2 separate regions of the Rattus norvegicus genome follow, and region 2 is linked to region 1. A link is a contact called in public Hi-C data. All regions are on one chromosome and are shown on one strand. The core of a region is the stretch at or near the end of the contact, and the rest is flanking DNA. Distances in the headings are between cores, read along the strand shown. Region 1 has its middle 130 kb from the start of Nrip1. Region 2 has its middle 77 kb from the start of Nrip1.

Evidence for each region. A called contact is a pair of places that touch in the nucleus more often than the background predicts.
Region 2: a contact with region 1 is called in a Hi-C map of liver, with 4 times the contacts expected there. The contact joins two enhancer-like sites. A contact is called at or near these places in 2 of 12 Hi-C or Micro-C datasets (kidney and liver).

What each region holds. Positions count from the first base shown.
Region 1 is chr11:28,337,009-28,342,920 of GRCr8, forward strand. No RefSeq gene overlaps it. Among named protein-coding and RNA genes, the nearest start is that of Nrip1, 130 kb to the right of the region's middle. Within about 2 kb of position 1,798, at least 7 of the 93 cell types and tissues checked have an H3K27ac peak or open chromatin away from gene starts, as enhancers often do. A contact at or near this core is called in liver, where this site is marked.
Region 2 is chr11:28,540,300-28,546,814 of GRCr8, forward strand. No RefSeq gene overlaps it. Among named protein-coding and RNA genes, the nearest start is that of Nrip1, 77 kb to the left of the region's middle. Within about 2 kb of position 4,787, at least 10 of the 93 cell types and tissues checked have an H3K27ac peak or open chromatin away from gene starts, as enhancers often do. A contact at or near this core is called in liver, where this site is marked.

The DNA of each region.
Region 1 (5,912 bases), core at 548-3,047:
AAAACTAGATACACGCTGCTTCTCAAGATTTTCAGGGAAAGGAAGCAACAATTTTCAAAAAATGACCAGGACAAAATAAGAATGATAACTTAAAATCAATACCGTAAGTGTTGAATAGATCAGTCAACTTTCCCCTGAAAACTCATGTCTCTGGAGTTCCTTCAATTATTCCAGAAACTATGAAATACCATGTTTCATCGTGAAACACCACTCTAAAACAGGAGAAGTTCTTTGCTTCTAGAAAATCCTACCCAGTACATTGCTATTTTCAGGGAGAGAAGAGACTGGGCATTAGGAATTTGGGTGTATATCTATCCATCTATCGAAATTAAGTGGTCAAGTCTAATAGATAACTTTTATTTTTCTGGCCCTCCTCATTTAAAAGATTGGAGGGTTAGAGACAATAATCTTCAAGTTCTACTCTAACAGACTCTTAGAGCAGCGGTTGTAAACTCCCACTGAGTACTGCATGCACGAGTCTTAGAACTAAGCAGAGATGTAGCGTGGTGATAAACCACAGGCCCAGTGCACACAAGGAATGGTGTGTCACCCACCAAACCACAGAAAAGCCTGCAACACAGAAGGAAGAAGCTTAGCTAAAACGAGACTTTGGTTCTCATATCTCAACTCTCCTCAACTTCTTGCCACAGGTACAGTAATGATCACTCTATATATGATCCTCCTTATTCATAAAGTCCATGTAAGGATTACAGAAACTGCACAGAAAACACTCATCACAGAACTAGGCCCTTTATTGAATCGAGTTTCGTAGTTTTGTAGCAAATGAACTGTAAGCCAGGAAGCCAGGGCACGGCAAACTGAGGGCAGACACCTGTAAGGTCTGAGTCACCATTCCATAAGCAGAAAAGTCAGTCGAATACAGGGAAAACTAGCATAAACGCAGTTAGGAAGCAACATCCAGAAGACATGTTTCTAGAAAAAGAGGCATCTAGAGAAGGATGCCAATCTTGAGAGAAGAGCTGATTGCATCTTGCTATGAAGGGTCTATTTTCACCTAGATTTCTCCACAACCACTTTTTCTCAAGCAACTTTGAGCAGTTTTTATTCATTACAACTAAAAGAGCCCAAGTCACCTGTGCTTCTTTCCATGGATTAATTTTTTTTATTGTGCTTTGCCAATATCTCCTTTTCCTCTCTAGTTAACACAAATACTGGCTGTGATGTTATTTCTAAAGTAATTCAGCTACTTGCTTAGTCTAAGAAGATTCTCACACTTTTCTCAGAAGGTTACATCATTAAGAGAAAAGATTATTGTTCTTGTATCTACTCAGTTCAAGTTTTCAAATTCACAGATTTTACATTGAAATTAAACTATCAGTAGAATAATAATATAGGAATGTCATGTGTATCTATGGAGAAAATATTTGTGCTTAGCAGCTGAAAAATGATTTGAAAAGTGGTATTTCACTGGTCTTGTGGAGCTTTGGGGTGAATTTATCAAATCCAACATTTGTACAATGTACAAGCACCACTGAGGCGTTCTAAAAAAGACTTAGTTACAGAGTTGTTCCAGGTCTCCAATGCAGGGCCAAGATTGGACACAATTTTTCCATCAACTGTTGAATGCTGCTGTTATCCATACCCTTTGTTCAAACAGCCTAGGGGCTCCCTGTTGGAAAGATTACCCTAGGTAGGTTTTGGGTGTTTTTGAGTTTGCTTTGCTTGCCCAAGGTTACATTGTGATTTACACATTTCAGTCACATGAGGGATCTGGGTCATCTGAAGTCATTGTTTGCTCTAGGAAACTCAGCCTTCATCCCAGGCATACTGGACCAAGACCAAACAGGTGAGTCACAGAGGGAAGAAGCCACCTGGCCCTGCTGCCAGTGGCTTAGTGTACTTTGCTCCTGGGAGGAATCATTAAGCAAGTGCATGAGGGCACATGCTTGATAAAAAGATAGGTCCTGGAGTCCTTACTGAATTCCAGCTTGTTTGAGTAAGAAACAATGGTCTCTTAGAGTATCAGTTTGACATGTCCCAGCTAAGAGGAAATGGGATTTTTAAGAGACATCTTGGTGACCAGTAGAAAACAGAAGTCTGGTGCTCCTGTTCTTAGAATATTTATTCCACGGAGATACAGTAAATCATTAAAGGACCAGTGGCTTGTTAGGTTTCCTAAGAGTGAAAACAAACACCTCAATGGTCAGGTAGATTGAGAAATTTGTGCCACAGTCAAAACCTTTGCGCATAGGTAGAATCCATTTGCGTCTATACTTTTCAAAACAGCACCTCAAATCGAGTACCTTCACCAAAGAAGCCATTTTCTGAAAGCTACTCAAGAGCTCCAATGACTCAAGAAATAGCCTTAACACCTGACAGATGGAGCATATGAAATTTAAAAGGAAACCATCAACAAACTGAAGAAATAGTCTACCCGACTGGAGAAAGACATCTAATTGGGGATAAATACCTAGAATGTACAAAGAATTCAAACAGTAAACATCAAAAACTAAATCAGTTCATAAACAAGCAAATCAGTTGAACAGACAGTTCTCTATAGGAGGGATACAAATAGCCAGTTAATATTTTTAAGTGTTCACCCCACACACAAGGTGGTGGTAGCGCATGCCTTTGATCCCAGCACTCAGGAAGCAGAGGCAAGTGGGTCTATATGAGTTCATAGAGAGCCTGGTCTAGGTTAGTTCCAGGACAGCCAGGGCTACATAGAAAAATCCTGTCTCGGAAAAACAAAACAAAAACAAACAAAACCCAACAACAACAACAAAATAAATTTTCAACATCCTTAGCCATTAAGGAACTGTGTATATTACCTCAATTTTAAACCTCACCCTTCTCAGAAGGCTATCATTAAGAATAAATAAATCATAGTAATTTGTGGGGAAAGGAGGACCCTTATAAACTGTTATTCGGAATTTGAGCTGAAGTAGCCACTGAGGAGATCAGTCTAGAAGTTTCTCAATTCAAAATGGAATTACCGTAAGATTCAGCTGTGTCACTTCTGAGGATAGAACTAAAGGACACTGCGTCAACATGCGGCAGAGAGACTGCTCATCAGTGTGGATGACCACACTACTGACGATCGCCATAGTACAGAACTGGTCTAGATGCCCGTCAGCATGTGAAAGAAAAAGAAAATGCAGTATATGTGCACAGCAGAATCGAACTCAGCCACAAATAAGAATGAAATTATGTCATGGGTAGGAAAATGCACAGAACCACAGATTAGCATTTTATGTGAAAGAAGCCAGATGCAAGTAAGTAACATGTTTTCTTACACACGTGGCATTCACATTTTCTATGAAAGCAGAAGGTGAACTAATTGGTAGAGAAGAAAGAATGTGGGGAGAGGGTTGGTAACAAAGCATGTGTGTAGGAGATGCACAACAGCATACATCTATGAAAATGGCCCAGGAAAAGCCATTGTTGTGTGCACTAACTAAAACTATATTAAAACACATTGGATTAGAAAACTACAACTCAATTTCAAATAGAGGCTCATGGGTACATGATTCATTTACATCCCATTTCCCCAAATAATGAATCCAATGCTACCTTTGTTTTCATACCTATGAATCCCCAATGTTCCTGAATCTCATTGTAAATATTCATCTAGACACAGGAATTGTAAGCCCTGCTTTCTACACATAAGACGCCTATGTATGACCTAATGAGTTTCACCAATATCCCACCATGAAATTCTGGCACGTCCAAGAGAGTGCCTTCAATGTTGAGGATCCAACAGTTAGGAGTGCTTCCTATCCTGCTGGATTTTTACCATGGTGTGTGTGGGGACAAGTGTCTGCTTGCATCCGGCCACTCATTATTTAGGAGACTATGTCTTATGACAGCTCCTGGAGCCCTGCTTCTACACAGCACTGTGGCACATGGTGGTACCCTCTCTCTATCTTCCTCACTACATATATGCTAGCGCCTGTTTAGAAATGAGCAAAATATGTTTAATTCCTGATTTCATAGGAGCTGAATTTTGCAGTCACCCTTTCCAGAATGGAGGACCTAGTACTATATTCCAACATTTTTTATCTTCTGAAGTCTTCTCAGGCCTTCAGAAATGACATTTCTTCCATCCTTTTCTCTCTTCTTTCCATATACAAATATTAGTGTTCTCCCACATTGCCAAAAAAATTGAATGAAAATGTATGGAAGGTAAAGTAAAATCTGAGCTGACTAGATAAAATGACATGATGTTATTCACAGAAAATAATGTTAAACAAAATATTCTTCACCTTATCAGTCACATGAATAGGATTGGATTTAAAAAATGAAAGAATAAGTGGATAATTACAGTCACAAAGCCCATCAACAGAATTAATAGGGTTTTGTACAGCAAAGAAATAATAAGCTGTGGTGATTATAACTATAGGGCTGTGTGATCTATTTTATCTGCATAGTTTCATATCACTTGGTACTATGTGTGGTAGAAACAGTGTGAAGGATTTTGATGTGGAAAGAAACAGCTATACATTGACAGTTGGCTCCTTGGGTAGGCTGCCAAATGGTGAGATGGTTTCTGAGGGACACAGACAAGAGTGACCCAACTGAAGACTTGTAACAGGGGGACTAAGTCAGGGGAGAGAGGGGAGTGGATGCTTCAAGTGTGTGAAGCACAGCTTGAAAGGAAGAGGGGGAGATTGTGCAACATCAGAGGGTAATGTGTTGAAAGTTGGAAGGGCATTTTCAAAGAGATTATTCTAGAGCATAGTATGCGTGTTCTATAAGTTCTCAGTCATTAACCAAGGTGAGGAAAGTTTTTAAGTAGGCAATTAGAAAATGCTTAAATTACCACTCTCAGCTTCTGAAATCAAAATTCTTGGATCCTGTTTTTCATGATGCTATGAACGTGAAAACTACACATTACCTTGAGATGCATGACTCAGTTCATTTCAATCCAGATATGTTGTCATCTTAAACACAAACTGGGTCCTCTGACTCTGCTTCTTCCATGGGGTCTGAATCAGTGCCACAGTCTTTTCAGAATCAATATTAGAAGCCATTTCCAAGGCACCACCGTATTGCGTTGGGCCTTCTTAAACTCTACATATGTGTACGTGCTAACATGATTACCAGTGGAGTGGAAAAGAACCTTGGGTCTTTAAACATACTCAAGGAAGGCATGTACTATGGTATAAAAGTGGTATAAGGCATAAACCAGCATGGTTAGAAAAGTACCAGACATTCATCCATTTTTTTCCCCAAAATCTCCATACAGGACACAGCAGTCTTGTCCTAAGAGGGCTACCACTGATCAAAGAGCATCATTGTGAATTCTTTGGAGAGATAATCTTCATTTCCTGTGGCACAATCTTTAACTATGGGGTGACACATGTGCACCATTTCAGTCTAACTTTTATTTATTTGCAAACAATGAACAGCAAGTTGGGTAAGACTCGTAAGAGCAATACAAAAATGAAACAGGAGAACAGCATGAAAAAGTAAGGTAGATGGTATAAATGCTCTCCCTGAGTGCTTCCAAATGCACTTACACCGTGGAAGCTTTAAATTTCATTAGACCCTATACTTTCAAGGATTTGAGATGAACTCTTCATCTTCAGTTTCTAAACTTAACGAGTGACTGTCATATACCAGTCATGTGATGTCTCTATATATTTCATTTCTGAATGAAACCAGTAGCTCCACAGAACTTAATCATTTATGTTTTGCAGGAAAGAAAATGGTGTCCATCATTTAGTTTATCAGAAAGTATGAATAAAAATAAGACTAATCCAGTTACAAACTCAAAACATATCACACTACTTAAAAGTTCTTTCAAGCTTTGAAGGGAAAGTACACACTGCAGATACATTGACAAGAATTTTTAATCTTCTTTATATTATTAGACCATCTTGTTATAAGTTGTCTATTTGAATATACTATTTTATAACTCATGATGTTTAATTGTGACTACTAGTATT
Region 2 (6,515 bases), core at 3,537-6,036, 210 kb after region 1:
AGCACCAGTTGAAGCCTGAACCAAAGGATGGATGTGCTTCGGCCATGTCTATCAGCAGTGACTAGAAAACAAACACTACATTGTGAGGTGGGGAAAATTGTTCAAAGAACAATGTTTGTGTTTCTGAGAATCAAGGTGAGGTACAAGAATGAGTATGAGAATTTCCTATGTTTGTAGACTTTAGAAACAGAAGAATCAACTTGAGAGAAAAAGCAAGAATGGGGAAAGGGATAGAAAATGTATCAGTAAATGGATGAATAAACACACAAACAAGATGTGCCAACATCTTGTGTCAAGTAACTCTATGGTAGAGAAACTCGCCTCAGATAGTTGTGATGGTTTGAATGAGAATGGCTCACATTGGCTCTTGCATTTGAATTTAGTCATGAGAGAGTAGCACTTCCTGAGAAGGATTAGGATTGGCCAAACTGAATGAAGTGCGCCACTGGGGGTGGGCTTTGAGCTTTCAAAAAGCCCAAGCCAGGCCCAGTGTCCCTCTCACTCTGAGAATCTGGAGGTAGAACATTCACCTCCTTCTCCAGCATCATGCCTGTCTGCATGCTGCCATGCTCCAGGCTGTGGTGAAAATGGACTGAACCTCTGAGACTGTAAGCCAGCCCCAATTAATGCTTTCTTTCCTAAGAGTGGCCATCGTCGTGGTGTCTCTTCACAGCAATGAAACAGAGATGAAGACATGAAGACAGGAGTCAGTTTTAATTCTTTCCAAAAATCAATGCAGAATTAGTACCAAGAAGAAACAACAAGAGAAAATTAGTGGCTATGGGGTTGGGAAATTATGTTGAAGAACAATTATTTGATTGAACTTGATTTATCTTAATAGTGTCAGATAAAAGTTTATCACTGTCTTCTACTCTTCTAAGGTAATGGTGTATTTTCTCTGAAGAGAGCATCTGAATGACGTGAAGCAAATGTACTTTGTCTAGAATGGTAGGGACATTGATCATATGGTAGAGAGACAAGTAACAGAGAAAGCCTTAGAAACACACACGTTTTTTCTTTCTTTTCTTTCTTCCTCCTTCTTTGGCCCTTCTTTGTCTTTAGTATTGCAACACCTCTGTCTGGCTACTTTCTTTTTCTTCATTTATTTCCTGAAACTTTTCAATCTGTAGACCACAACGTTCTCAATATCATCTTACTTTCTGGTCCCTGGATATTCCAGTCATTGGTTCAGTTCTCCACACAGCCACTTACTAAGTCACTGACCTTGGTTAGTGATTTTTAATTGACAGTCCCTTTGCTGTCTGCCTTCCCTTTCCTTTCTCCTCTTTTTCTTGGATGTATGTGTAAAGGTGTCCCAGGGGAGACCAAAGAATATGGGTGATTACAAAGTTTTCAGAATTGCTGAACTTTTAAGCTCTTATTTATTGAACTTACTCAAAAGCGAAGAATCAAAAGGAATAACTATGGTTGTTTGTGGGACTGAAAGACCATGCGACTGCGGCAGCTGGCCTTGAGCAGGAGTGGGGTTCAGACATGTCCAGACCCTGAAAAATTTCATCCTGAGCCTGGCAGAAATAGGACTGTTTCCTGCCTGTTCTGGGTCTGAATGTTCCAGAGGGTGTAAGCCTTAAGACCCACCCCCACTTCTGCCACACTTGAGGTGGTCATGTAGCTTGGTGGCCAGGATACAGGTCTAACATCCTCTCTTCTTAAAAGGACATGTCCAGCAAGCACTTGGAATTTCTCTTCATGCAAATGAAGCATTCCCAGCACCTCAGCTGTAGCCAATAATGTACACTCGCTCTAAGAACCCCTACCCACCCCTCAAGGTTTATATAATAACCTTTTTTTCTCCTCTCCCAAAAGGCAAAGAAGGGATATAGAAAACATTGTGTTTCTTTTTTTTCTCCCTTCCCCAAAAATTGTGTTTCTAAGGCTTCCTCTGTTAGATCTCTTTCTATTTCACTGAAAACTGTCTCAAGAGAAGGCTGTTTCACACACACACACACACACACACACACACACACACACACACACACACCCCAGCTGAGATCCTGTTTACCTCACGCACTGCTGGCTATGCCTCCCTCCATCCAAGCCAGTGAGCAACATCCTTGTATACCCTGAGGGGAGAAGCAGACCAGGAGCAGCATTTGTTTCGTTGAATTCATATTAACCCAAAACCTAAACTGAATAAACCCTGCATCTCTCATCTTTAAGGTTGGACTTATTATAGGGTGTATAAAACACTATCAGTTCTGTTCTTTCTTAATACCACCAGCTATGCAAGATACCATAACCATAACCTGTGCTTGCACTTTGTTCAATCTACCTGGAGCAGGTGGCAGCATCTGGGATTGAGAAGCAAGTGGCGTTAAGAAGTGGTGTAAATCAAGGTTCAATTGTTGTATTCTGTCTGGGATAATTGAGACTAAGTACAGAGGCCATGCCTGCAAGTCTAGGTGTCCTGAGTGCGCTGCCAAAGCATCTGACTGCATTGCTGTCAGGGCAAAGGTAATTAGGCATTCTGGAGGAGTCCCACTACTTTTCAGATTGAGCAAATCCCAAACAGGTGCAGATTTAATTCAAGGCTTTGGAAAGCGGCACGGAAGAGACAGCTGTGAACGCTGAAACTCAAAAAGTAAATCGTAAGCAGAGTCTGCCAAGGGAAGAGCATATCCTGGGACCCAAAAGTACAGTCTTGCAGTACCTAAAACACTGTTGGCATGGAAACGGCGAAATGCATGTTGTAGTGGTCCTTTGTATCTCCCGGCCATTCTGCCAGGAAATGAGGTGATACCCGGGAAGCTGAGCACAAGGAGACAGCGATGCATGGACCATCCACACATGATGCTGAATGTAAAACCTGGGGATGGGGAGAATAGAAGTGTCTGAAAGATTTATAATTTTTTAAAATTTCTCTTCTTATGGCCAGCTTTCTATTACAGTGACAAAATTCCTTAGGTTAAGAAGACTTATTTTGGCTCATGGTTTTAGAGGGATCGATACATGGCCAGCTAGCCTCACTGTGTTCAAGGAGAGGCAGGACATCATGGTGATGAGAGGGCATCGACAGGGAAGCTCCTGATTTCATAGAGGCAAGGAAGCCATGATAGAGAGGGAGGGAGGGATATAAATACTAGCTATCCCTTTCCCAAATTCTCCTGTATGTAACTACTTGCTATAAGAATGTCCCACGTTCCGCAGTTTTACCGCCTTACAACAATACTATTAGGACGCAACCAAGCTTCTAGCCCCACGGCCCTAGAAAATACCTCAGACCCAAATCATAACCTTTAGATAAAGGTCAGATTGAATGTGCTTGTCATGAAAGCTAGCAAAACTCTATATAGCAGGGGAGAGGAAAAGCAGTGAGCATGAACATTGTACATCTTTTTTTATTCTCTTGTCTTTTTGGATTGGAACCCAGATCGTCACACATGATAGCCAAGTTCTTTAGCTACACCCTTGGCCCTTCCTGTGCTGTATCTTTGGGCACCAACAATGAGTTTGGAAAGTATGTCATTGAGAAAGTTAAGAAAAGGGCAAACGGAAGAAAAGTAAGAGAAACAGTGTTAGCATCTTTAGCATTAAGCCACTCGGTGGGGCGAGCCTGGAGGTTTTCCTGTGCCTGGGATTACGGAAGGCGGAGGGAGAATCAAAGGATTGCGGCATGGTGCCCAGACAGAGGGTGGCTCCAGAGCTGACCCCTTGTTGAATGAGAGCTAGACATGGGGGCATTTTTTAAAACAGGGTAGAAAATGAGAAGAGGATGAATTAGCCTCTGAACTAATTTCGACTACTCCTTAAACACATAGTGCTGAGCATTGCAAGGTTAAATCCTTGGTGGTCCCAGACTCTCAAGGGAAGCTTCAGGGGGAGTTCATTTGGTCTTTGTTAATTACTAAATACTCATGACTTCATGGGGTCCAGAAGACAAAGCATATTTACTAATCGATATGGAACATGATTTAGTAATTCGAACAGTGGTTTAACTGGCACTGGCTTACGAGTTGAACTCGGAATTTCCATGAATGCTAATACTGTTTTACGGGTTCTCTTTTCTAGAATCTTGCCACTTTCTTTAAATAACTAAACTTTCAGACACACGGAGGATCAGTTACTGGACATCTAAGGACAGTGTGTTTATTTGAGAAGGAGAATGCTTGAATGTGTCCTTAAATTGCTTTGACTCCCAATTGCAAAGAAACCTGTCTAGGTTATTTCAGCCTGGAGAGTGATGGACGGGTCCAGGGGTCACTACTGTTGACTCTGATGTCACTGTAAGGCTGGATGCAAAGAAAGAAGTCAGGAGAAGAGGGGGAGAGGGGGATGGGAAAGAGAATTAGCAAGAGGAACAAAAAACGGAACAGCTGACTTGGTGGGGAGAGGTGGGGTGGCAGCAGGCATTTCCTTGTGTGACATTTAACGACACATAGCCCAGCCTTTTTCGTTCCTTTCTCTTAGGGCAAACATAGGCACTGCTTTGCCTCAACAAGGGCCAGTTTTGAAGAGAAGCCCTTCCCACAGAAAGGCAAGCTCATGAAGGAAGGGGTTCAAATAAGCACCAATAGGCACAGATGCCCACCCCCACAGCAGTAATAAAGAGGAGAGAGGGATCGGTTTTTAAAGCTCCCCTATCAAAGAGCTTCACTCAAGGAGGATCTGTTAATAAGTAATGAAACAAAGTGGCTGTTATGGAGATTAAATGCCCCTGTGTCTAGGTACAAAGTTCAGACTGCAAAGTGAAGCTGTCACCCTCACTCTAACCCCACAGCAGCCTTAGAACCTCTGGTTCAAAGTGTGTCTTGTTGCCTTCCTGTTACTAGGCTGCCCAGTGCAAGGTCCAGCCAGGGGTCAGAGTTCAGCGTCTGTGGCTCGGCTGGCTGCCTTTTGTCTAGCTTGGGCCAGTTTTTCCGTAAGCCACAATACTGCTCATTTAAGACGATTATTACAAGCAACTGACAGATTATTTTTCCTGGCTTCTTGTGTTTGTTCTTTAAAAGGAAGCTTAAATGGTCTCTAACAGTAGTCTCTTGAGGATATACGGGCACGTGAAAGGATAAGAAAATCTATTTCTAAGGAAGAACTATGTTCCAAGTGGATGTATAAACTGGAGGTCCTTTGAAGTTAAGGACTTGCCTGAATAATTTCAAAATGGCTCAAATAATTCATTCTTTAATCATGTACAGTCCCGTAAATGCTAGATTAGTTCTTTAAAATTCAACTAAGATATGAACTCTCAGAGACTGACAGAGTGCACAAATTCAAACCTGACAAAATCCCAACATGGAGAATGGGAAGTGGGCAGGAAATCCCACCCCCTACCCCCACCATTCCTATCCCCCACCCCCACCCCTCCCCCAACCTCGAAGTTACTTGCAACTGTTAACTGTGTGGAGAAGAAAAACCAGTTTCTTTAGTGCATGGATCCTGGGCGTATCAACCACACTCCAGGGCAGGGCCTGCACGGGGAGGGGGGAAGGGGCGTAGTTGGCCAACACAAATTGGACTTCATATTTAGAAAGAATATGAAGCTGGATGGACAGAGAGATGGGGGAAGAGATGGGAAGAGTTGGAAGAAAGAAAGGAAAATCAAAACATATTCTATGAAAGTCGCAAGAATCAAAACAAGAGCTAATTTTTCCATCGATGACAGTAGATGAACGCTCGTTTATTAGAGCCGTCGTTGTTTATGGCCATCCTCTGAAGAACTCCAGAGAAATGCTCCGTCGAATACTTTCCGTGAGTTGCCCTGATCCTTGGAAGAGTTTCAGAAAGTTGGTGAAACATTAATCCCTATTCCCATTTTGCAGGTGAAGAAACAGAGAACTTAGCAACCAGCCGGGGAGCCGTGTTAATACAGCAGGAAGCAGGAACCACCCGACCGACTTCTTTATCCATCCTCTCCCTCGTCCTTCCTTAGCCTCTGCTGTCTTGACACCAACTTTCTTAAAATTAATGCAGTTCTTATTCACTGTTCAATTTTATGACAGTGGGCTGAGTTAAAATAAAACATGAGAGGCAGGCTACTGGGGAAATGTGACGGGAGAGAGCATGTCAGGTAAGAGTTCAGAGAACCGGCGTGACTCCACACTGGCCTCTCGCCAGGCCCTTGTGATTCATGCTCCATCTCCTGGCCACAGGTGCTGGGAGGGCAAGATTTTAGCTTAGCTGCCCAGTGGGTCGAATAGGGCGCTGCTCTTTCCAGTGATAGACTGGATTAATATTTTACCTCAAAAAGGAGTCATACCCATGGGTTGACACCCCAGTCTCCCACAGGGCTTAGAATCTAAAATTCTACTTGTTTTCCACTTGGGAAAAGATTTCTTTCATTCCATATTTTTGTTTTTATTAGGGTATGGTTTGAAAATCATCAATAGGTTTCATTCCTATGATAGGTATATATGTGTATATTTACAAATGAGAAAGACATATTTCAGTTACTGAGTTTTTAGTTAATGATGTTCACAGACACACATATGTACATGACATATACAATACCATTTATATTTGTGTGTATATTTGTATATGTGTATATTTGTCAGTATAAA